Regions from separate parts of the Mus musculus genome. Here all the other regions are linked to region 3. A link is a contact called in public Hi-C, HiCAR-type and promoter capture Hi-C data. All regions are on one chromosome and are shown on one strand. Each heading gives the region's core, a stretch centred on a gene start, on an enhancer-like site or on the middle of the called end of the contact. The rest is flanking DNA. Distances are from core to core; before and after follow the strand shown.

The links. Promoter capture Hi-C pulls out the DNA fragments that hold promoters and counts their contacts. Hi-C and Micro-C count contacts between places; a contact is called where the count stands out from the background. HiCAR-type assays count read pairs that join an accessible place to other places.
Region 1: a contact with region 3 is called in a Hi-C map of cerebellum, with 2.7 times the contacts expected there. The contact joins the enhancer-like site here to the promoter of Pcp4 in region 3. A contact is called at or near these places in 13 of 39 promoter capture datasets (the 3T3-L1 cell line, 3T3-L1-derived adipocytes, cranial neural crest and 7 more), 1 of 15 datasets of contacts at CTCF or cohesin (large pre-B cells), 14 of 484 Hi-C or Micro-C datasets (the AtT-20 cell line, the N1E-115 cell line, adipose-derived mesenchymal stem cells and 9 more), 1 of 115 datasets of contacts at active chromatin or transcription factors (astrocytes) and 2 of 9 other capture datasets (adipose tissue and liver).
Region 2: a contact with region 3 is called in a HiCAR-type map of astrocytes, with 4 times the contacts expected there. The contact joins the promoter of Dscam here to the promoter of Pcp4 in region 3. A contact is called at or near these places in 6 of 39 promoter capture datasets (the 3T3-L1 cell line, embryonic stem cells, hippocampal neurons and 2 more) and 3 of 115 datasets of contacts at active chromatin or transcription factors (astrocytes, embryonic forebrain and forebrain).
Region 4: a promoter capture Hi-C map of hippocampal neurons shows a contact between it and region 3, with 3 times the contacts expected there. The contact joins the enhancer-like site here to the promoter of Pcp4 in region 3. A contact is called at or near these places in 5 of 39 promoter capture datasets (the 3T3-L1 cell line, cranial neural crest, embryonic stem cells and 2 more).

What each region holds. Positions count from the first base shown.
Region 1 is chr16:97,287,492-97,292,510 of GRCm38.p6, reverse strand. No RefSeq gene overlaps it. Among named protein-coding and RNA genes, the nearest start is that of Bace2, 67 kb to the left of the region's middle. Within about 2 kb of position 3,695, at least 76 of the 459 cell types and tissues checked have an H3K27ac peak or open chromatin away from gene starts, as enhancers often do. A contact at or near this core is called in the AtT-20 cell line, the N1E-115 cell line, adipose-derived mesenchymal stem cells and 6 more, where this site is marked.
Region 2 is chr16:97,167,112-97,172,014 of GRCm38.p6, reverse strand. It overlaps Dscam (DS cell adhesion molecule), which reads left to right and starts at 1,280. Exons shown (of 33, transcript NM_031174.4): 1 at 1,280-1,781. The coding sequence starts at 1,739.
Region 3 is chr16:96,466,090-96,471,737 of GRCm38.p6, reverse strand. Pcp4 (Purkinje cell protein 4) reads right to left here and starts at 4,132. Exons shown (of 3, transcript NM_008791.3): 1 at 3,948-4,132. The coding sequence starts at 3,956.
Region 4 is chr16:97,208,392-97,213,467 of GRCm38.p6, reverse strand. No RefSeq gene overlaps it. Among named protein-coding and RNA genes, the nearest start is that of Dscam, 40 kb to the right of the region's middle. Within about 2 kb of position 3,192, at least 17 of the 459 cell types and tissues checked have an H3K27ac peak or open chromatin away from gene starts, as enhancers often do. A contact at or near this core is called in hippocampal neurons, where this site is marked.

The sequences.
Region 1 (5,019 bases), core at 2,446-4,945, 820 kb before region 3:
CAGTTGCTCACAGAGGGCTCAGTAATGCAGGCTGTGCAGACCTTGAGAAAGAGTCAGGATTGTGTTCCTTTAAAGGTAGACTCTCAGGGAGACTGGTTCCTTCCACGGAATAGTTCTGGATGGTGTTTTTGTAACTCAAGCCCCAAAGTCCCAGAGAGGAAAAACATACGACATGCAATTATAAGGGTTTAATCTCTCTTCTATATATATTTAAGATTTTACATATTCAATTCCCTATTTTAGATCCAGAGAGACAGCTCAGGCAGTAAGTGCTAGGTGCATAAGCATGAACACCCGAGTCTGAGGGTGTGGCAGCCTGTTTTTGGAGTTCCAACTTGCACAGCGGACGATCCTTGAGGCTCACCAGCCAGTGAGAGACCTTGTTTCAAAAAACAGGATGGATACACCTGAGGCTGGCCTCTGGTCTCCACAGGAAAGAGCACATGTGTCCTCCACCCCGCTGTCAAACCCAGGCACATACATACAAAACTTACATTAAATTGTACACACTAACCATTTTCATGGTAGCATTTCCATATGTGCACATACTACTCACTACTCATTGATCATATCTACCTGTCTCCCTCCCTCACCCTCCTCTCTCTCTCTCTCTCTCTCTCTCTCTTTCTCTCTCCACCCTTCACTCATAACAGTTCTTAGGAGCCCTCCTGTATGAGAGGGAAAGCATGGATTCTTGTCTCCTTATGTTTGGCTTATCTTGCCTGTGATGAGCTACTTTGGTTCCATCCATGCTTTTCCTATGGATAACAAGATTTAATTATTTTTGATAGCTGAATAGTACTCCACCATCTATATCCCATATTTTCTTTGTTTACCCACTGACTTTAACTGAGATAATTCCATCACATGGCTTTTATGAACAGTGCAGCAATAAACATGCATGCACGCATATCTATGACATGCATACATCTTCAGAAGTATTCTGACTGGACCATATGGTATTCTATTATTTTTAGTTTTCCGGGGAACTTCCACAATGAGTCTCACAGTGGGTGCACTAATGAACTTTAGGAGGCAGTGTGTCAGGTCCTTCTGCCCACATTTTTCCTTCATAGCCACTTTGACTTGGGTGAGGCAGACTCTCGTGTGGCTTTGGTGTGTGATTCTTTTCTCGATGAGGCCGAGGACATTTCTCCTTGTTCTTGCCTGCTGTGTGTGGGTCTTTGGGAGCATTCTCTTCAGGTTGTTGTCCATTTTCACAAGATTACAGGGTTTGCTACATGGTCTGAGCTCTTTTTGTTTTCCAGATATCTACTTCAGGAGACTGACTGAGGGTCCCTCCAAGTCTGTAGACCGTTGCTTGGCTGCTTCTTCTGCTCTGCCTAAGCTTTTTTTTTTTAAATAATTTTATTATTTTAATGTGTTGGGGGTACCTCATGTGTGTCAATGCACCATGTACATGAAGTGATCATGGAATCCAGAAGAGGGTAATGAAGAGGCTTTGTTTCCTGAGCTAGGGGACTTCTGTGCAGCGGTAAATCAGCACCTGTAACAGTGTCTCTCACAGTCCCTCTTGTGATTGCAGGTATTCCGGTTTTACAGAGATATCTTTGATCCGTTTGGAGTTGGGTTTTATACAGGTTGAGTAATGGGAACATAGCTTCAGTCTTTAAATGGAGCAGAGCTGGAGGTAACACAGCACCGAATTTAAAGACACAGGGACAAAGCCACCATGTTACCAACATAAATACAGAAAGTCACATGGAATAGACTAGAGGACCCAGATGTAAACCCATGCCCTCTCATCCAGAATACTCTTAGGCATCAAAAACACACAGAATCAAAAACAGTTTCCTGAGGTGGCTGGAAGCTGGCTCAGTGGTTAAGAACACTGCTGTGTTTTGTTGGTTTTTTTTTTTTTTCAGATTTGGTTCCCAGCACCCATGTCTGGAGGCTCACAGTTGCCTGAGACTCCATCTCTAGATGATCTGACTCTTTCCTCTGACCCCTCTAGGCAACACCCTCCATATACATAAATATAAATAAAATAATCTTAAATACAACAAGACAACTAGAGACCTCTGGTGGGAGATAGGGAGATGTCACCCAAGACTGAGCCTTGCGTTCTTTGAATGGCATCTCAGGAAAGGACACTATGCAAACTGTTCACACAGAGATGGTGCCCTGAGCACCCCCAGTGTATGTGTGCTTAATACAACCCTGCAGACCTGCAGACTGTACCCTGCAATGTCACCTGGGCTATAAGTTCTCATTGTTTTTCAAAATGTATTAAGGTTGTTGCTGAGAAAGGACAGAGAACTAGAGAGTGGGAGAGGTGCTTCTTGAATGTGTGTGTGTGTGTATGTGTGTGTGTGTGTGAGTGTGTGTGTATGTATGTGTGTGTGTGTGCACATTTCCCAGGCTTCCCTTTGTCAGATGTGTCTCTTTGCAAAAGTGGGTTACTATCAGCTGAGATCTACTTGTTCCTTCAAAGGTACAACAAAGCCCTACGAGCAATGCCCTCACCTACTCTGAGAGCAGACAGGGGCTCATCTCTAGCATGGAGGCTCTAATCCTGCTCTCTCAGTCTCTATCTGTGTTCCTCAGCCTTCCCTGGACTGAGCCTCCCCCTATAGGTAGCCACAGTCCCACTGACCAGTGTCCCTGTACTCATAGTCAGCCCCAGTAAGAGCATGCTCTCATTTTTGAGCCCTCCAGGGAGGTTGTTACCTTAGTTATTTTTTCTATTGCTGTGATAAAACACTATGACCAAGGCAAGGTATAGAAGAAAGAGTTTATTTGGGTTTATGGTTCTAAATGGTTAGTATCTGTGATGGTAGAGTGAAGATACATGGGCAGGAGCAGGAAGCTGAGAACTCACATCTAGAACTGCAAGCATCTGTGTTTGCTCCAGGAGGCCTTGGTCCCCCGCATCCCATAGGCAGGTCTGTGCCGGGCTACCTCAGAGCACTATTCAGACTGACCTGGACCAAGGTCATCATGGTGCATGAGTGTTTGAACTATGAATCTTCAGAATTCTCAGTGGCTCCCTGTCTCTTGCTCACCTCTGCAGATAGGGAAGACGATACAACTGTGGCAACTTTAATGAGATTCACCCCACAGTTTTAGGTACTTGAATACTCAGTCCCCAGCTAGGGCTGCTGTTCTGAGAGGTTTAGGAGGAGGTGTGGCTTTACCTGAGGAAGTTTGTCACTGAAGGCTATGACAAGGAAGTGAGACATGGTGCTCCACTTGATGGCTCGGCTCAGTGGGGATCTCAGAGCTCTGTAAACAGTGGACTTAGTGTCTCCCTGCCATAGTCAGTCAGTGCTTGGGTCAAGGTTTAACAGAACCACCTTTGCACGAGACCCCCCCTTTCTCACTCCCGTTTGGAGCCAGCTGGCTTTCACACACAAGGTCTAAATGAAATGCTATCAGAACTCCACCCTGCTCACATCCATTCTGTCTGGTTTCACCCACCTCTAATCTCATTTTTTTTTCTCCTCTGGTGCTCATCAGCTATAGCTTGGCATCAGCTCGGCAAAGAGATGCCTCCAAAATTAAATTCACAAAGGCCTTGGCAGCTGGTGCTAAATCCAGTCCTGACGTCGTCGTCTTTTGTCATCATCTCCACCCTGGGTTGCAGCCAACTCCCAGACCTGGGAATGGAGAAAGAGAGTGGGGCTTCACGGTGGATCCTGTCTGGCATGTGGGAAGGAAGCTGAGTCATGCTGAGGGAGCGATTAAAGGCTCTTGCCAAAACGTACTCTGCTCCTTCTGGGGGGGGTAACCCCTATGATAGGCACGGCTGCCCTGTGGTCAGGAAGAGGCCTCAAAATAATCAGGGCTGCAGCAGCCCTGACTCTCTCTTTTTACAAATTGCTTGAGGTTGGGCCTCCCTGCTTATTCATATTTCATGCTCTGCCCCTTTCCAGGCTGAATGGGTAATGGGTTGGGGAAAGCAGGGAGACCAGCGTGGCTACTTGGTAAACTTTGGGGGATTGACCGCATCACAGGCCTTTAATTCCCTTCAAAATTGCTGTAAAATATACTGTTCTTGCTCACTGTTCTACACAAAATAATATACTGTCCCCACTCACTGCTCTACAGAGCTGTTTTCCCCAACACAAGTGACATTATGCAGATTTTAAGCCAGCAAACCCCACTCTCTCTCCAACTCCACTGCTCATGTTTTTCTTTGAGAATTGTCACCTTCAGACAAGGCATTGCTGTCAACTTCCTCCTTGCCTGGCACTCCTTCACTGAGTTCTCTGTCATTGGCTGAAAAGACATCTTGTGCTAAGGGCCCTGCCTGGGAACATGTTTATATTTATAAATACATCATCTTTAAAGTCAGCACCAGAGGTTGTTGCCTACACTGCGTTCTCCCAGAAAGGCCTGGTCTCAGATTGAGCATCTCATTGTGTATGAACTTGGTACCTTGGCTCTATTTTAGAATGCTCAGTTCAGTGTAATTACTACAGTTTCTAAAGGAGTTACTGTGTAATTGCCACGTAGTTTATTTCGTGGTAACTATGCAATTAACTTGTCTCGTGTCTCTAAACGGAAAATACTGTAATTCTAATACAAATGTGTGGACTGTTAGTGTTCTTCGCCACGTTTAAAGTATTGTAGATGTTTTCTTTATTTTTCCTTCCTTTTCTTCAAGTAACATATAAAGTTTAGTCCATTATTTCTTCTTTCTCCCCTCCTCTTCTCCTCTCTTTCCCCCTTCTTTCCTTCTCTCTCCCTTTTGTCTTTTTAGGCTAAAGAAAGTTAAGATTGCTAAAATTTTGCTGGAGACCCCTAAATTATCAAGAAACTTGAGACATAAATATAGCAATAGTAGCTAAATTATCTGCAGGGATGAGTGCTGGGTTGGGACTCTTAAGAACCTCTTGAGGTCTGAGGGAAACTAAGAACGAGGCCAGGAGAAAGTTGGTTGGCCTGTTATTTACTTTCCATTGTATGACAGTTGGGTATATAAGGGAATTGGCTTGACTTGAGCCCTTTGTGTTTTCTGGCACAGGTGGGGCTAGGACTTGAGGGTGGGACTTG
Region 2 (4,903 bases), core at 31-2,530, 700 kb before region 3:
GTGGAGGTAGTGGTTTGACTCCAAGCTGTCTGCCTCAGCTTTGTCTTGAGTGCTTGGCTACCAAGCCCCAGCTGAGCCTTAAGATGGTTGGAGTACCTGAAGAATTGTGCCCTAAAAGAACAGGAATGCAGGGAGGGAAATCAGGCCCACTGCCTGCCAGGGAGCACAGCTTTGAGGAACAGGGAGTGAAGAAACACCCTTTGCATGCAAAGGCAGAGGACACTGGGGTTCGTGTGTAGCTGGCAGAGCTGGAGGCGCAGCCTGAGTGGGCGGCAGCACGTGACCACCTACAGCTGCAGAGCAATGGCAGCCAGTGCGGCGTCAGGGCTCAGCTGACCCTTCCTAACACAGGGCCTGGCCATCTTGTGCCCAGCCCTGGTAAAGCACCATTTTATTTCTGCCTCAACATTTGCTTTTCTGGGCTATTCTGTGAGCCGTTTTAGGGGTGCCTAATCTGTAAGTGCACATGTAGTTCAGGCAGAAGATGCCTGATAGTCTGCGAAACTATCTCCATTTCCCATGAAATGGTCCTCTCTTGCCTTCCCTCAAAGCTTTCCCAGTCCATAGTCCTGGCCGTGTGCATTCAATGTTAGACTTTAAATCAGGGCACATTCTGACTCTGTGGGTCATTATTTTGTAAAGTGCCAGATACGGATATGTGCTTTTTGAAGGGCCTTTGTTGAAATAGTATCATTACTTCAAGATCTTTCTGGAGACCCATTTAGGCCATGGTCTGCTGTGCCAAGAAAGGGGTTGCATGTTGGGACTCAATACGCACTATCAGCTATTTTAATCAGTTTTTATACACCACTCAGAGACCAAAATTAGAATCGCTCATGTTTGCACCCTAGTATGTATTAAAGATAATTAAAAATCAGCCAGTGAAGTCAGAGAGCTCTTCCCAGGAGCCGCGAGGACTCCAAGGCAGCATTTCCCTCTAGGCAGATGGACTAGACTTTTCAGGGAGTCAATACGGACTCCGAATCCTGCTGCACATCGCATCAAAACTGCTAACGCCTCGCGGTCACCTCTGCCTAGCTGGCACCCTTCCGGAGTGGTCAGCCCCCGGCCGCATCTCATTAACAACCTGCAAGAACAGAGCTACACACGATGGGCTGTGTGGGGACGCGTCTCTGAGCCTCTGAGCCTCTGAGCCCTGGGTCCCGCCGACTGCGTGATCCGCCGCACTCCTCTGCTGCTGCTTTAAGACTGCAGAGCGCCCCAGCGGCCAGAGCAGGGGAGGGGTCCCCGCTCGCCTCCGCGCGCGGCCCGCCGGGCTCAGGCAGGGAAGGGCAGCACAGGGGACCCGGCGCCCGAGGCCGCCGCAGCAGGATGAGCCTGGCCGCGCGCCTGCTGCCTGGCTGCGGAGGGTGAGGCCGGCGCCCGGGAGGCCGCCGCCTGGCCGCGCTGCGCATCGGGGGGCGCCCGGCATGAGCTCGCGCCCGCGGCTGCGGCTGTGCGCCCGCGCCTGGCTGCCCGCGGCCCGCTGAGCCGAGCCGAGCGCACGGCGCACCTGGGCTGTGTCCGCGGCGCGGGGCGCGGCGCCCGGGAGCAGGTGTGCGGGGGCGCAGCAAGCGGGGAGCGCGGCTGGGCGGCTGGGCGGCCCCCGGGCAGGTGGCGGGCAGCAAGCGGAGCCGGGCCGGGCGCGGCGGAGCGCAGCGCAGCGCGGGGGGCGAGGCCGGCGCGTGGCTCGCTCGCTGGCTCGCTGGCTCGCGGGAGGCCGGGCAGCAGCAGGGGCATGTGGATACTGGCTCTCTCCTTGTTCCAGAGCTTCGCGAATGGTGAGCCTTGCGGTCTGTGCTGATTCCTGTCTGGGAAGGGGCCCGGGGGATGGGTGCGGTGTAGGGGGTTGAATGCATGGGTGAAGTCTTTTCCCTTTCCTTTCCTATCCGGGTTGGAATGTTCGTGCATGCGTTTATTTATTTATTTAAAAAATATATTTGCATTGCTTTGGAGAGGTTAGGCGATACTGATAGGAGGCCGGGGAGGCATCGCTCTGCAATCGTTGGAAGCAGCCTACCTAGCTAGCTAGCCAAGTGCCAGCTCAAAGCCTAACTCCAGAGCTAGACAGCTACCTCATCAGAGCCAGGCAGGTTTGGGAAGAAGAGAAGGGAGATGATCATTGCCACTTTGAATATCATAACCAGAAAAGGACATGGCGTTAGGAGCGTAGGCAGGTGCAGGGGTCAATTAAGACAGTAGCCCTCAGGTTCTGCACTCTTGAGCCTTAAAGCCTCCGCTTTAATTCTGCTACAGTTTATCCTTGAAGGCTGTGGGAAAGATGCGTCTGTCTGCATCCCCCTCGTCCCCTGGACACTACATGTTCCTCGCAGTAGTGTATGTAAAAATATGCACTGCTAGGCATTACATCATCTGTAATGTTGACAAATTTTTTAAAAATCACCTGTATACTTATAAAAGTGAAATTGGTGAATGTTGTACATGGTGTTTCCCCCTCATGCGCAGCTCAGTATAGCCTTTTGAGATGCTTTCTTCCTGATATTTAGAATCTATGGCTTTTGATGGAGTCAGACCCAATTAGTAAGTGTGTCTGCACCTTAGGCTGCCTGTCACAGTGTAAATATGAACTTACATGTATGAATGGCTTTCTCTCCTGTGGCAAAGAGAGGGAACTGTTATCATTTGGTACCGCTTGGAAGCATCCAGGGCTTCAATACCCATCTTAAATGTGGAACATCTGCATAAAACGTATAACCTGCTGACAGTTAAAATTAAACCATTGAGAGAGAGAGAGAGAGAGAGAGAGAGAGAGAGCACGCAAGTGAGCGAGAGAGAATGTGAACATGAGAGAATGTGAATATGAAAGAATGAATATATCTGGTCTTTACAAGAAAACAGGAGAGGGAGAAGCCAAGGGGAGGCTGTTAAGATTTTTCTGGAAGATACCCAGGGAAGCTGTAAGCACTGGCTGTATTTTCTTTGCAGACTTAGAGAACAGCTAACCCACAGCCAAAGGAAGGACATGATATTTCCCAGGTTTTAAAAACAAATGACTAAGGAAAGATGGAGCCAAATGAAGAATGTGCCCCCAAATTCACACAAAGCCGGTCTTTTGCTCTTTAATATAACCGAAAGCAAAGTGACAGGAGTTTTCCCTCTTGAGATTTCCTCCCAGGGGGAAAAATTTCAACAAGTTCTGACAAGACACCCCCTCTCTCCAGAGGGCACTAACCCTGGCCTGCCTCCTCCAGGGAATTCACCTAGGGGGACATTTGTGCTTCTGAGGAAGCAATCAAGTCTTGAGAGCAGCCCCTGCTGCTTGCTGCTTTAATGGGAAACCACAGAAAAGGCCCAGATGTTCACAGATGTGTTCCAAAAGCCAATACACCTTGTCTTTCCTGTCAGGATGACATATCTGGACTCCTGGCAAAGGCCCCGAGCTATTGAATGAAAGGAGATTTCCACTCTGGGGAGAAATAGGTAATTCAGGATGGTAAGCCAGGCTGTTCTGGTTGTCAGCCAACCAGCATCTATTTTTTTTTTTTTCAGTGTGAGATATATATGCTGAGCATGGTACAGAAGAAATTATGATAGTCTCTGATACAGAGATGCTATAAATGTCTATGATTTTTTAAATCAGCATTTCATAACTAAAAATTACTATATAAAGAATTTTGTGCAGTGTTCAAATGGAGTGAAATCTACCACATGGAAAATATATGCAAAGATTGCTCATGTGCACCTGGGTAAAGTCATGCAAGAATTATTTGCAAGACTTTTAACATCTGTTGAGAGAATCAGTTATTGTTGCAGTAAAATGCATAGGCAAGTTGCTCTGACCCCATCAGCTGAAGGCCAGGGAGCCGCCTTATGTAAAAATGGCCCTTCCTCTATATGAGCAAGCATGGAAAAAAAGCCTGACTCCAGAGGTTTGGGCTTTTACATTGGTGTGTGTGTGTGTGTGTGTGTGTGTGTGTACACAGATTTTTGGATTTTCCAAGGATGGTGTTTAAGACATACTATGCAAAATATTAGTATATATATATATATATGTATATATATATATATACATACATACATACATATACACACACACACATATGAACCTGATTTAAAATGCTGCCTTTGGCCAGAATATATTTCAAAAATATGAAACTAAATACTACCTATCTAATATGAATGGAGTCTTTTTTAAATTTTTGGTCGGCAATTGCAATATTTTGGCCTATGTTCATTTTGGAAAAAGTACCCAAATGTGTGGTAAGAACCACACTGGTTGCTAGGCCTCAAACACTAAAATGCCCATTATAGCCATATTTTCTTTTTCATCTGTAAAATATTATGCAATTGGATATTTGGGTAAGAAGCAGAAATGTCCAGTCTGTGTTTCAGACAGTCTGTCTTCATCTGAACAGTAGAAAGCAAGTAATGAGGGGCATGTTTGCTTCTTAAAGCACCCTTGCTGGGCAGGCTGCAGAGGGTATTTGGGGCAAAGACCAGAAGCAAGAGAGCAGTGCCTGCATGGGTTAAAAGCTTGTGAGTGACCTCACCTGAGAAGGTGCAGAGAGCCTGTGAGGTAGCTGATGCTACCCCTGACACCCTGGGAATATTCCCAGGACAGCTTCAGAGGCACACGTGTGTGCAGACACACGCGGCTGCCTGTGTACTCGGCATGCACACCCAGCTGCAGCAGTTCTCTGTACAGGGTCTCTTGATTTTTAACCCCAGTGAGTCCTTTCTAGTGTAACACTCCTGACAAAAGCAGAGATGGCCTCCTAACAGGCAGAATGGGGGACAGGTTGCAGGTTTATATGGTCTGTGTGATGGCTGCATCCTGGCGCTGCTCTACACACACCTTTGACATTGACTTTTCTTTGGCCATGAAATCTTGAGCTTCACTGCATTGTGCTCTCAGGCTCCCGGAGGCTCATTAGCTGTAGTA
Region 3 (5,648 bases), core at 2,883-5,382:
AAAATGACGGTGCGAAATCTATTTCTTTGTACAAGTAAGGCATGGTAATAACATTTTTTCTAAGTGGATCTCACTAGATCTTTCCATATCACTAGTTCATGTGCTCCCCTAAATGAGGTTAGAATTACATAAGAAATCAAATTGCCACTTGGCCTTCTACTGAAAACACCATATTTGCCTATAACTCACAGAATCCATGCTTAACTACCATCTCAGCTACACGGTTCTTCCACAGACCCAATCGTGCACACAGAGCACCGGCTCCAACTCACCTTGGCACTGGGGTCCGAAAAGCCAACTACAGCAATGATTCTCACCTTAGTTCCTGTCATCTTTCTGACTCTCCACTGAGCTCCCAGGAGAACACACTGGGTGATGCCCCCAAACCACTGTTGCATGATTTTTTTTTATTTAAAATTTTTTATTAGATATTTTCTTTATTTACATTTCAAATACTATCCCGAAAGTCCCCTATACCCTCCAGCCACCCTGCTCCTCTACCCACCCACTCCCACTTCTTGGTCAGTCCCAGCTTTCTTCTTTACTCCAAGACAACCGTCTTCAGGTGAGAGGCAATAGATCTGTTTTGGTGCCTGGGATACATATATGGGTGTGCACATCTGCCCTTGAATGTCTTTGATCTCATCTCAACCATTTTTTCACCTGGCATAGTCTTTTCACTGAGGCCAGTGTCTACATGGACCAAAGATCCTCAGCCCTGACCCTAGGTTAACCCATCTCACATAAATCAAAACAAGCAGAGAGCCCAGGACAGAGCTCTGAGAAGGGTCTCATGTTTAAGTCACAGCTTTTGCCAGATATATTACGTAGTGGGATGGCCTTCCTATGTACTTCCCAAACATGGCGGTAGGTCATGTCATGCTTTAAATCCATTCTCTGTTAAAATCTCATTCGTGGCTCTCCTGAGTTAGGTTTTTTTTTTTTTTTTTTTGAAAAGTCCCTTAGAAGCAACCCCCCACCCAGGTGAGGACCTAGGGCAGACTTGCTCCCAGGAATTCTCTTCTTTCTTGGGTGTGGCACTTCGTAACCTTGGGCCTTGCTGGGAGAACTTCAAATGTGGTTATTAGACTTAAGCCTACATTTTGATCCCAATTCATCTTCTAGATTGCTCCAAGCATATCTGACATACTGTAACACGGATGTGAAAATCGGGTGCACCACTCTCACAAGGCCCTAAATTTGGACTTTATTTCCAACCAAACACTATACTTAAACTATTCTATTTGACCACATGTCATTCCCCTGCCAAACACTAATAATAATAATACATAACTAAATAAATAATGGTTAGTTCTGAGGTGTGAAAACCACACCACACTAAGTTGTCCAGTTTAAAGCCAGCTTCAGGATCAGTTTACTGTTCTCCCTTCACCTTCAAAGGCAAAAGTCCCAAAAGTGCAGAGCTGACCCCAGGGACCTTTAACCTTTCAGGGTCTTCTCTGCTCAGCCCAAGCTTGTATCAACTCAAGGATCTCTGGAGTTTCTGCAGCTACAGTGAGCCCTGAGGACTACAGAAGGAAACATTCAATACACACACACACACACACACACACACACACACACGTGTTCCAGCCCCCAAGAACCCTGACAGACAGAGGGAAATCAATGTCTCTGCTTTGACCAGCAACTACTCATACAAGCACATTAATGACAGTGTGCCTCCAATCCTGCCTGGGAGTTATTAACACTGGAAGCCATTTGTAGTTCATTCAACTAAAGAAACACTTCAGGACTTGGTGCCCTCCCCAGCTCCTTGGCTGTTTGTCCCTCTTATTAAATGTTGAAAGCAGATTTAAGTTTTAATCAAAGGAGAAATTTCTTTTCTCCAAAGAATACCAGCGGTCTAGGGACTTGGAAATGAGCCAGCAGGGGGAGCTCAGGGGCAGCGGTGGGAATGAAAAAGACAAACCTGGTGCAAGGGGAAGTTGGGGTGTAGGACTGCGGACACAGACCCAGGGTCTGCGCCTTAAGGACTTTTACCCACAGGATTTAAGGAATTCACACTCTGATTGTGATACTAAGTCATGGACAGCTGGAACATTGTAGGGAGTTTGAGGCTGCCCTAGTTACAGGGTCAACAGAAAGGAGGTTGTGACCCTAACTGTGGGTTGAACTCTGGGACAAGGCTCTTCCCTGGAGACCCACACAGTCATCTGCTCAGCTGGGTGACCAAGGAGGCACTGGAGGACTTCTCTATACATGAGCCTCAGCATAGAATGAGGGATAGGGCACTGTCGCATGTCGCTGACTGGACACAGGAGAGGGTCCCTGTTGTGAGGTCAGTCTGCAGAGCCTGCCGTTTCTAGGCTCCTTCTTGATGAGAATCTGTTGAGTTCTGAATGGGAAAAGCTGTCCACACAGCCATCCCTTCTTCCTGCAAGCAAGGTGAGGTGTCCATAAACCTTGCGCTTCTGAAAGATTAACGAACCCAGAGGGAAGCCCCTCCCCCAACATGTAAAGGAAAAGAGACCTTGTCCTCAATGCCCTTGGTCTTCAGAGCCCTGCTTGCTTTCCCTGGATTCTCTACCTCCTTCTGCCCCACCCTTTCCAGCTGTTCCAGAGCCCCACACTCATTTATTTGGACAGAGCCAGGCACCAGGTACCAACTACTTCAGTGTGACAAGGCTAGCCCCAGATCTAGCTGGCGGTCTTGAATCGGTTGGTCCACTTCCCTGTGCCTCAGTTTCCTCCTCTGTCACCGACTGCCCAGGATATGGAGAGGCTCACAGAAGGGGACACATGTGGGAGTGCTTGGCACTGCTCTCAGCATTTACACCATGAGGCAACCAATGGCTGTCACTGTGGCTTCTGTTCCCAGGGTTGCCAGGAGACTCCCATCTCCCAGCCCAGATCCACCCTCCTCCTCCCCCAAGCTCTTGGCTCTCTCCCAAGTCCTGTGCCTGGGTGCTGCACCACCTTGCCCTTCTGCCTGTTGTTTGGATCCAAAGCTGTCCATAGAGGAGAGAGGAGCTGCGAGGAGACATTTGATTTCTGAAGTTGTTAATTCTACTCTAGACTTCCAAAAAAAGATCACCCATCTGTCAAACATTTTTTTTAAATAAAATACAAAGAAGATAACAGATCTTTCACAGTAATTAAGTATCAAGTGAGAGGAAATGAAAACAGACTTGGCTGGGCATCTAGTTGAAGAGGATAGCACTGTGTAACCCCAAATCTTGTGGGAGAGATTACAGTTGCTTTTTAAAAGAAAAATATGCAAGCCACCAGCTTGTATATTCTATATACATTTAATCAGAAAAGGGTCTTGGGTTTAAAATGAGCTCTTTTGCCAACACTCCCTGATGCCTCAGAGGTAGCAGTTTCTCTCTCTCTCTCTCTCTCTCTCTCTCTCTCTCTCTCTCTCTCACACACACACACACACACACACACACACACACTCAAGCTTGGACTCCGAATGTTTTCCAGGGCTCTGATTAACTGATTAACTGCAAGCCCTGTCACAGACAATGATTCTGCAAGAGCTGCACTTAGGCACAAATCCTAACCCCCTTCCCCACCTCTTTTCTGAGACCGGATTTCCCAGGTGGCTAGCACTGTCTGCTAACATTCAGATTGTATCCCAAGGAAACACGTGAGGACGCACTCCCTGGAGAAAGCACAAATATTCATGAAAGAATCAAATAACTGGCTTTCTCTTCAGAGGTACAAAATCCTAAGTCATAGATCAGAAACAATATACCTACATCCCTTTCTCTTTCTAAGGCTAATTTCAAAAGTTGCAAACTTAGCAAATTTCTACACTGCATTCAAACAAAGCTATCAAGACAGCCTATGCTCAAAGCAAATAATAACAGGATCCATCTACCCCTCAGCCCCACTGGGCACCTTTTGGGTTTCTGAGAATCCCACAGGGGCAGAGCCTTCTCACTCTGCGGTTTCCCTGTGAGAGTGGAAGGATTGCTCACCTCACTCATGTTGGCCTGACTCCGCAGCTAGGTCCCACAGAACAGCTCAGAAGGCAATGCTCAGGGGTGGCTGCTTCCCTGGTCCTGGCTTTTCTCTTAAAAAGAGCTGCTGGGTGGCATCATGCCTCCCGCCAACCAATGAGAGGCATTCACCTGTCTGAACGCCTGCAGACATCCGAGAGCGCAAAGAGCCACCTAGTGGAGCACAGTGGAACTGCGTGGCAGGTCTCTGCTCCGTTTCCATCCAGGAACCAAGGAATTTGCTGCACACCAAAGCATCCACCCTAAAAGGATTCTATACCCTGCTGCAGAGATACTTGGTCATCCATGATCATGGCTGATCAGGTCACAATAGCAAGGAAAGAGACTCGTTCTAGATGCCCATCAGCAGTCAAAAGGATAATCAAGCTGCAGTATAGAAGATTTTAAGCCATTAAAAAACGGGGGAAGGGGGGAAATCATGACATTTGCAGCAAGATGGAAGAAAATGGGAAATATTACAGCAAGTGAGGTACGCCAGACTCAGAAGGACAAATTTCCCTGCTCATATGGAGATCCTGACTTCAACTTTTTACTGATGTGTTTATTTGAATGAGGGTGGGTTCAAGGGGTGGGGGTGGGGAGGGTAAACTACGACTTGTGATATGAGATTGAACAGGGAATACTGGGGATAGAAAGAAATAAATGGGGAGGAGGGGCAAGAAATGGTGGAGAAGAAGGGGTGGGGACAGCCAACTGAAACTCAAGACGTTTGAAATGCCACAAGGAAACCTGTTGCTTTGGAAGGTTTTATTTATTTTTATTTTTTTAATTTAAAGGAGAGAGAAACATAACAGTCACAGGCACACTGATGGTCACAGGACTGCCCCTGCCGATGGACTGGGAGGTGCAGGACTCACACCCTCTGGGACTGTATCTTACATGTCTATAATTGACAGACTCTGTTTCTCATTGAAGAGCAATGGGAAACTTTGTATGGAGTGGTTCTTATCCCTCTGGGCTCCCAGCTGTTCCCGGCCCCCTTTGGGGGCACCAGCTTCAGACTTTAGAGTTGACCACCCTCTGTTTAGAGTCCCCCCCCCAATCTGTCTGTCTGCTTGGACCCTAGAGTGGAAGGACATGTCTGTAGTGACCTTTGGAGTCCAGCAGTCTTGAATCCCACTTGGCAGTGACATGAGAGAAAACATCTGTTTTCACTTAGGGTTGTGACAGCCCCACCTAGGGACAGGACCCCATAAAAGGTCTCCTCACTTTGGCCCTGATGAGCCATTGGGGAAAGCAGCTCCTTTTTATACCTCTCAGTCCAGACCTTGTGAGCCTGGAAGTGTGGTGTCTGCCAGATAAGCAGCATTAGAGTGTATGCCCCAGCTGATCATGGTGAATATCAACATGACTAGCAAGACCATGTTGAGGGCCCCCCAAACCTTCCTTGGTGCCCCCAATACCTGTCCCAGTGCCTCCTGTACCCAGAAAGACCTGCACGACACCCCCGTCTACTGATTCCCTCTTCTCGGCTCAGCTGCATTCTCCTTCCCGAGTTGCCAGCTTTCTGTTCCAAGTTCTAACATCATGGCATCCTCTGTGTGTCTCCAAATGGAAAGGGCATGGCCAGAAACTGTAGTACACACATGTAGGGGTGTGCACATGTCGGGGTGTGAGAGAACAGGGAGAGGAAGACAAGAGCTTCACCCACAGCTCCTA
Region 4 (5,076 bases), core at 1,943-4,442, 740 kb before region 3:
AACACTGAGATCTTGTTCCTGGGTCAATGTGAACCACCCTGTGCTTGACTTTCTCCACTCCAGCTCTGTTGGACGCCATCACTGTCTTTGTTCACTGCCTCTGCTCACCTCAAGAGCAGTTCACCTTGCTCAAGTCTCTGTAACTCAGAACCTTGTAATGAACAAGAAAAGGGAAGCCACTTGATGGAGCTGTTCAAAGGATGTGTCCAGAGTTCTGCTCTCTAAATGGTCAGTGCTACTGCATCTCTAGCTTCCTGAGCATTTTCGATTTCTACCTGAGCAGGTTGGTCTCTAGAAAAGGTGAATAACCCCTGTTTATCAGATGCTAAAGGGGACACCAGCCACAAGCAATGATGAGAGCCAGAGTTTTAGTGATGGAAAGATACAAGGAAGAGTTTTCTTTTCTCCCAGAACACTGTGGAGCATTTAGACCAAGCGTAGTCTTCACAGAGCACCAACAGCTGGAGCAGTGTACCAGCCAGACAGCTTGGCCTTAATCATGCTATATGATGAGTTAAATTCCCCGTCCTACTGCATCTAATAATAGAGGGTTTATTTCAAATTATTTTCATTTGGAGGTATATTTGTATTTTATAATAGCAAGAGAAAGTATAGAGAACCCAAATCATCTCTCTTTTACATTGGTCACTGATTTACTATCAGCATGGAATGGGCAATGAAGCAGAATTACATCTTAGAGAAGCACACACAACAGGCACACAAATGCACATAAATACAGAGTATGTACACAGGATACATAAGCAAAACATATTACACCTACAGAACACATAATAAACATATATATAAACATGAGACACATATAATACATGTATAAAGAGAATACACAGGTCCAGAGCACACAAGCATAGAACATGCATATAAACAAAATACAGAGACAAGATTCACAAACAGAACATATACATGCTGAAGGACATCACACATATACAAATACAGAGACCACCCATGTATAGACCGAAGGCCCAAAATAGAACATACACACAAACATAAAACAACACAGAACACAATGCAACACATAAACATATCTTTCTTGCCTACATAGTGATTTTAATGCCAGTGTGACCTACATGGGATGTTGTCTCTCTTCACTCCACAAAAAAACAAACCCCTAGAGACTTTTAGTTGAGGTGGAAAGTGTGTCCATAGACTTGCCTCCCAATACACATTAATCTTACCTTGGATATTCAAATCCCTCAGTTAAGTCCAGAACTAGACTTCTCAAATAGCAGGGGAGGTTTTTCTACAGGTCCTGTGTCATTCTGAGTTCTTCATGAAATTTCCATTGTGCTACTCTAAATTGAGCTCTGTAGACATGATGGGCATAAGGACTGGTGACTGGCAACACCATAGGAATGAAGAGAGTGTGAGTGTGACTCTTGGTTTCTCACACTCTGAGGACTTGGTCCTGGGGCTTTAGGAGTCAAAGCATGTGTATGTCCACACCATTTGTTCTGTGTCTGAACAGCCACTCCATGGTTGTCCTCTCTTGACCTTATCTTTCTTTATTGTGACATGCTCAGTGACAACTCCACCATGGCTGCAGTTTCTTCTCTTAACCATCCATGATAGCTTATCTTTATTGTCAAGTTGACTCACTTCAGAGTTGTCTATGGGAATCTCAATAGAGGATTGCCACAATCATCTTGGCCTGTGAGCATGCCTATAGAGCATTTTCTTAATTGCTGTTGATGGAGGAAGGTCCAGCCCACTGTGGCCAGTGCCATCTTTGAGCAGATGGGCCTGGGTTGTATTAGAAAGGTAGCTGAGCAAGCCATAGGGAGAAAGCCAGTAAGCAGCATTCCTCCATAGTCTCTGCTTCAGTTCCCACTTCCAGTTTCCTGCCTTCCGCTCCTGCTCTGATTTGGGGATGGACTTTAACTCTTCCCCAAGTTGCTTTTAGTCTTAGTGTTTATCCCAGCAATGGAAAGCAAACTAGGACAACAAAAGTAGAAACTGGCACATTTGAAACGAAGATTATTTTTTTCCCACTGTGGGTTTTCAATGTGAATGGCTATATATTTGTGTGTGTGTGTGTGTGTGTGTGTGTGTGTGTGTGTGTGTGTGTGTGGTGTGTGTGTGTGTTGTGTGTGTGTGTGTATGTATGTATCTGGTTCATAGTTCGTGAAATTGTTTGGGAAGGATTAGGTGTGGCCCTTTTGGAGGAGGGGTGTCACTGGGGATGGACTTTGGGGTTTCAAAAACCCATGCCATTCTCAAGTGAGCTGTTTCTCTCTTCTTTGTGGTCTTTGTCTCAAGATGTAAGCCCTCAGCTACTGCTCCAGTTCCATGTCCGATTGCCTGCTGCCTTGCTTTCTGCCATGATGGTTATGCTCATTCTCTGAAACTGTAAGCCCCAATAAACATTTTGTTCTATAAGTTGCCTTGTTCATGATGTTTCATCACATTGATAGAAAAGTAACCAAGTCACCCAGCAGTTGCCATTTATTCATTATCTGAGTTTTAACCTTTGATAGTGTGTCTGTTTCCTACAATTCAGAGCATTCTTCCATCATTCTCCAGCACTCACCATGCCGTGGGACAGATGCCAGTGTGTGTGAAGTGCTGGGTGATGACTTGGAGCTTTTAGTGGTGATTTTTACCCTTAGGATGGGCAGATCCTAGAGAGCATTTAAGATACCCACATTCCTAACACTCCTAAAGGATTCTGAATTACATGGTGTTATTTCAGATCAGAATTCAGGGATGGTGTAAATCCCAAATGTGGGTCCTGAGTGTTAACTGGCCCCTTTTTGCTCCAAAGAGACCCACAGAATCAGGCTCCTCAGGCTGGCCTCAACCTCTCCAGAGGCAAGCTTTTGTTAGACTAAAACACCTGAGTACTGGGTAAGAATTGTAACTGGCCTCTCCTGCTTCCTCACCATCATCCAAAACTTCACATTACAAGGAACACCATGTCACCTTCCTTAAGTCTAACAGGACCACTGGTCAAGTTGGCACCAGAGAAATATGTAGGGAAGCCTGGAGGACAAGCTAGAGATGAGCCCTAAGCAAGAAATAAATAGTTGCTTTGCATTTCCAGAGCCACTGAGAGCAATCCCTGAGCATTAAAAATCATGCACCCACATGGAATAATTGGAAGTGAGATGTGAGGGAATAGCATCGTGCTGATCTACTTACAATGGAATGAATGGCTTCTCACAGCCAACTGCCAGATGGGCCACTGCAGTCAGTAACTCCAACGCTGAACTTCCCCCGGGCGAACAGACAGTTTTACCACCAACTGTGGACTGTTTTTTCCTTTTCTCCCTTTTTCTGAGGTGGTCTGGCACTGGTCCAGAGCTTTCTGAGATCTTGCAGAGGGGAGGGGTACCTGCCCAGTGTCTTGCAGTTTCTTGCTGAGTGAGCTGAGCCTTAGAGGCACACAGAGGGCCTGGATGTGCCCTGCTTTATTCCTCTGCAGTGATGGCTCAATTTGTCGTAATTTATAGGAAAAAAAATATGCATGGCTGTGTCACCTGAAGAACAGGGATGGTACTGTGAGGACTTTGTTGTCAAATAGAATCATCAGAAAGCTTCCGCACCAAGGGGATTCGGGAGCAGATGTCAGGGAGACAGTTGGCAGTGTGGAGAGTACAGAGGATAGGGTCTCGGTTCTTCTCAAGGACACTGCTCTTCTTATAGGTCATGTTTGATAGGGAGCTTCATTACTAAATCTGGAGACTGCAGAGATGCAGAAGAAACCAGTTAGGACAACATTTTACAAGTGTGGCCCAGGGGGCCTCTGGGAATTCCACAGAGCTTTTCTGAGCACCATGAGGAGAGAAAATAATTAATAGCATTGTAGTTACAAAAAGGTCTTAAAGTAAGAACAAGATGACATTTTTTCCCACTGACAATTAATCATCCTTTTGATATAAAGGTTTATCAGAGTTTTCTAGACAAAGTCAGTAGGATGGAGTGAAAAAAGATAAGAAAGAGAAATGGAGGAAGGGAGCAAAACGGAAGATGGCAGGAATGAGAGGGGAAAGGGGGAGAGAAAGAAAAGGATAACAGGGTAACTGACAGATCGATAATGGTTAACAGATGATATAAGAATGATATAAGATATAATAGCTAGCTAGATAATAGATTTTAGAGATAGGGTGGATGATAAGGATTGATAGCCTATCAGTAGATATTTATTTGTAGATTATAGATATATGGATGGTAGATGATTGATAGATGGATGCATAGATAGATGGATGGATGGATTGATAGATACAGATGATAGATGGATATATATATAGATATAGATAGATAGATGATAGATAGATAGATAGATGATAGATAGATAGATAGATAGATAGATAGATAGATAGATAGAAGCTAAGTAGATCAATGATAGCTATTTCTCATATGATTTTAAGCACTAGAAAACTAACTAGTTCCAGATTAGATGAGGAAGAACTCTCTGGAAGGTTATCATTCCCTCAACAACATCTTAGGAAAGGCAAGAACACAGCTGGGTCTCCAGGTGGAGGAGGAATGGAGACATTATACAGCTGAGGCTCCTGGCCATGTCTTCTCATTTCTGCATGTGGGCAGTTTTCCTTTTCTCCTCAGAATGCTGGCTTTTCCACATCATGAATACAAGCAACAGTTTATTTATCACTCTGAGGGTCTAGATGTTCTGGAGAGAAGACCTGTTTCTCCTCTTTAAGTCTAATGTCATTAGGTTAGGTTGATCAGTTAAGGACGTGGGGGAGGTAGGTAGGAGTATTGGGTGCAGGCATCATCCACTGAACACACATATCCATCTAAGCAGCCTCTCTAGAGGTCAACAAGGTGCCAACAGTAGCATCTCTTTGCTGAGAACTCAGGAATGGGGGAAGGATTCGGCTAGAATTTGACTTTAGGTTTAAGCAAGATGGAAAAACAGTAGACACAGAAGTCACATGCCAGAGAGTAAGCACTCCAGCTATTAGTGTGGCACCCACACCAGAATCAAGCAGGCTTTTTCTAGCCTTCCCACATGACTCACACAAGGAACCCAAAGAACCTTCAGGTTAGTTCTCTCTTTTTCTAACCACATTTATCCAACAGCATTGTGATTTCCGT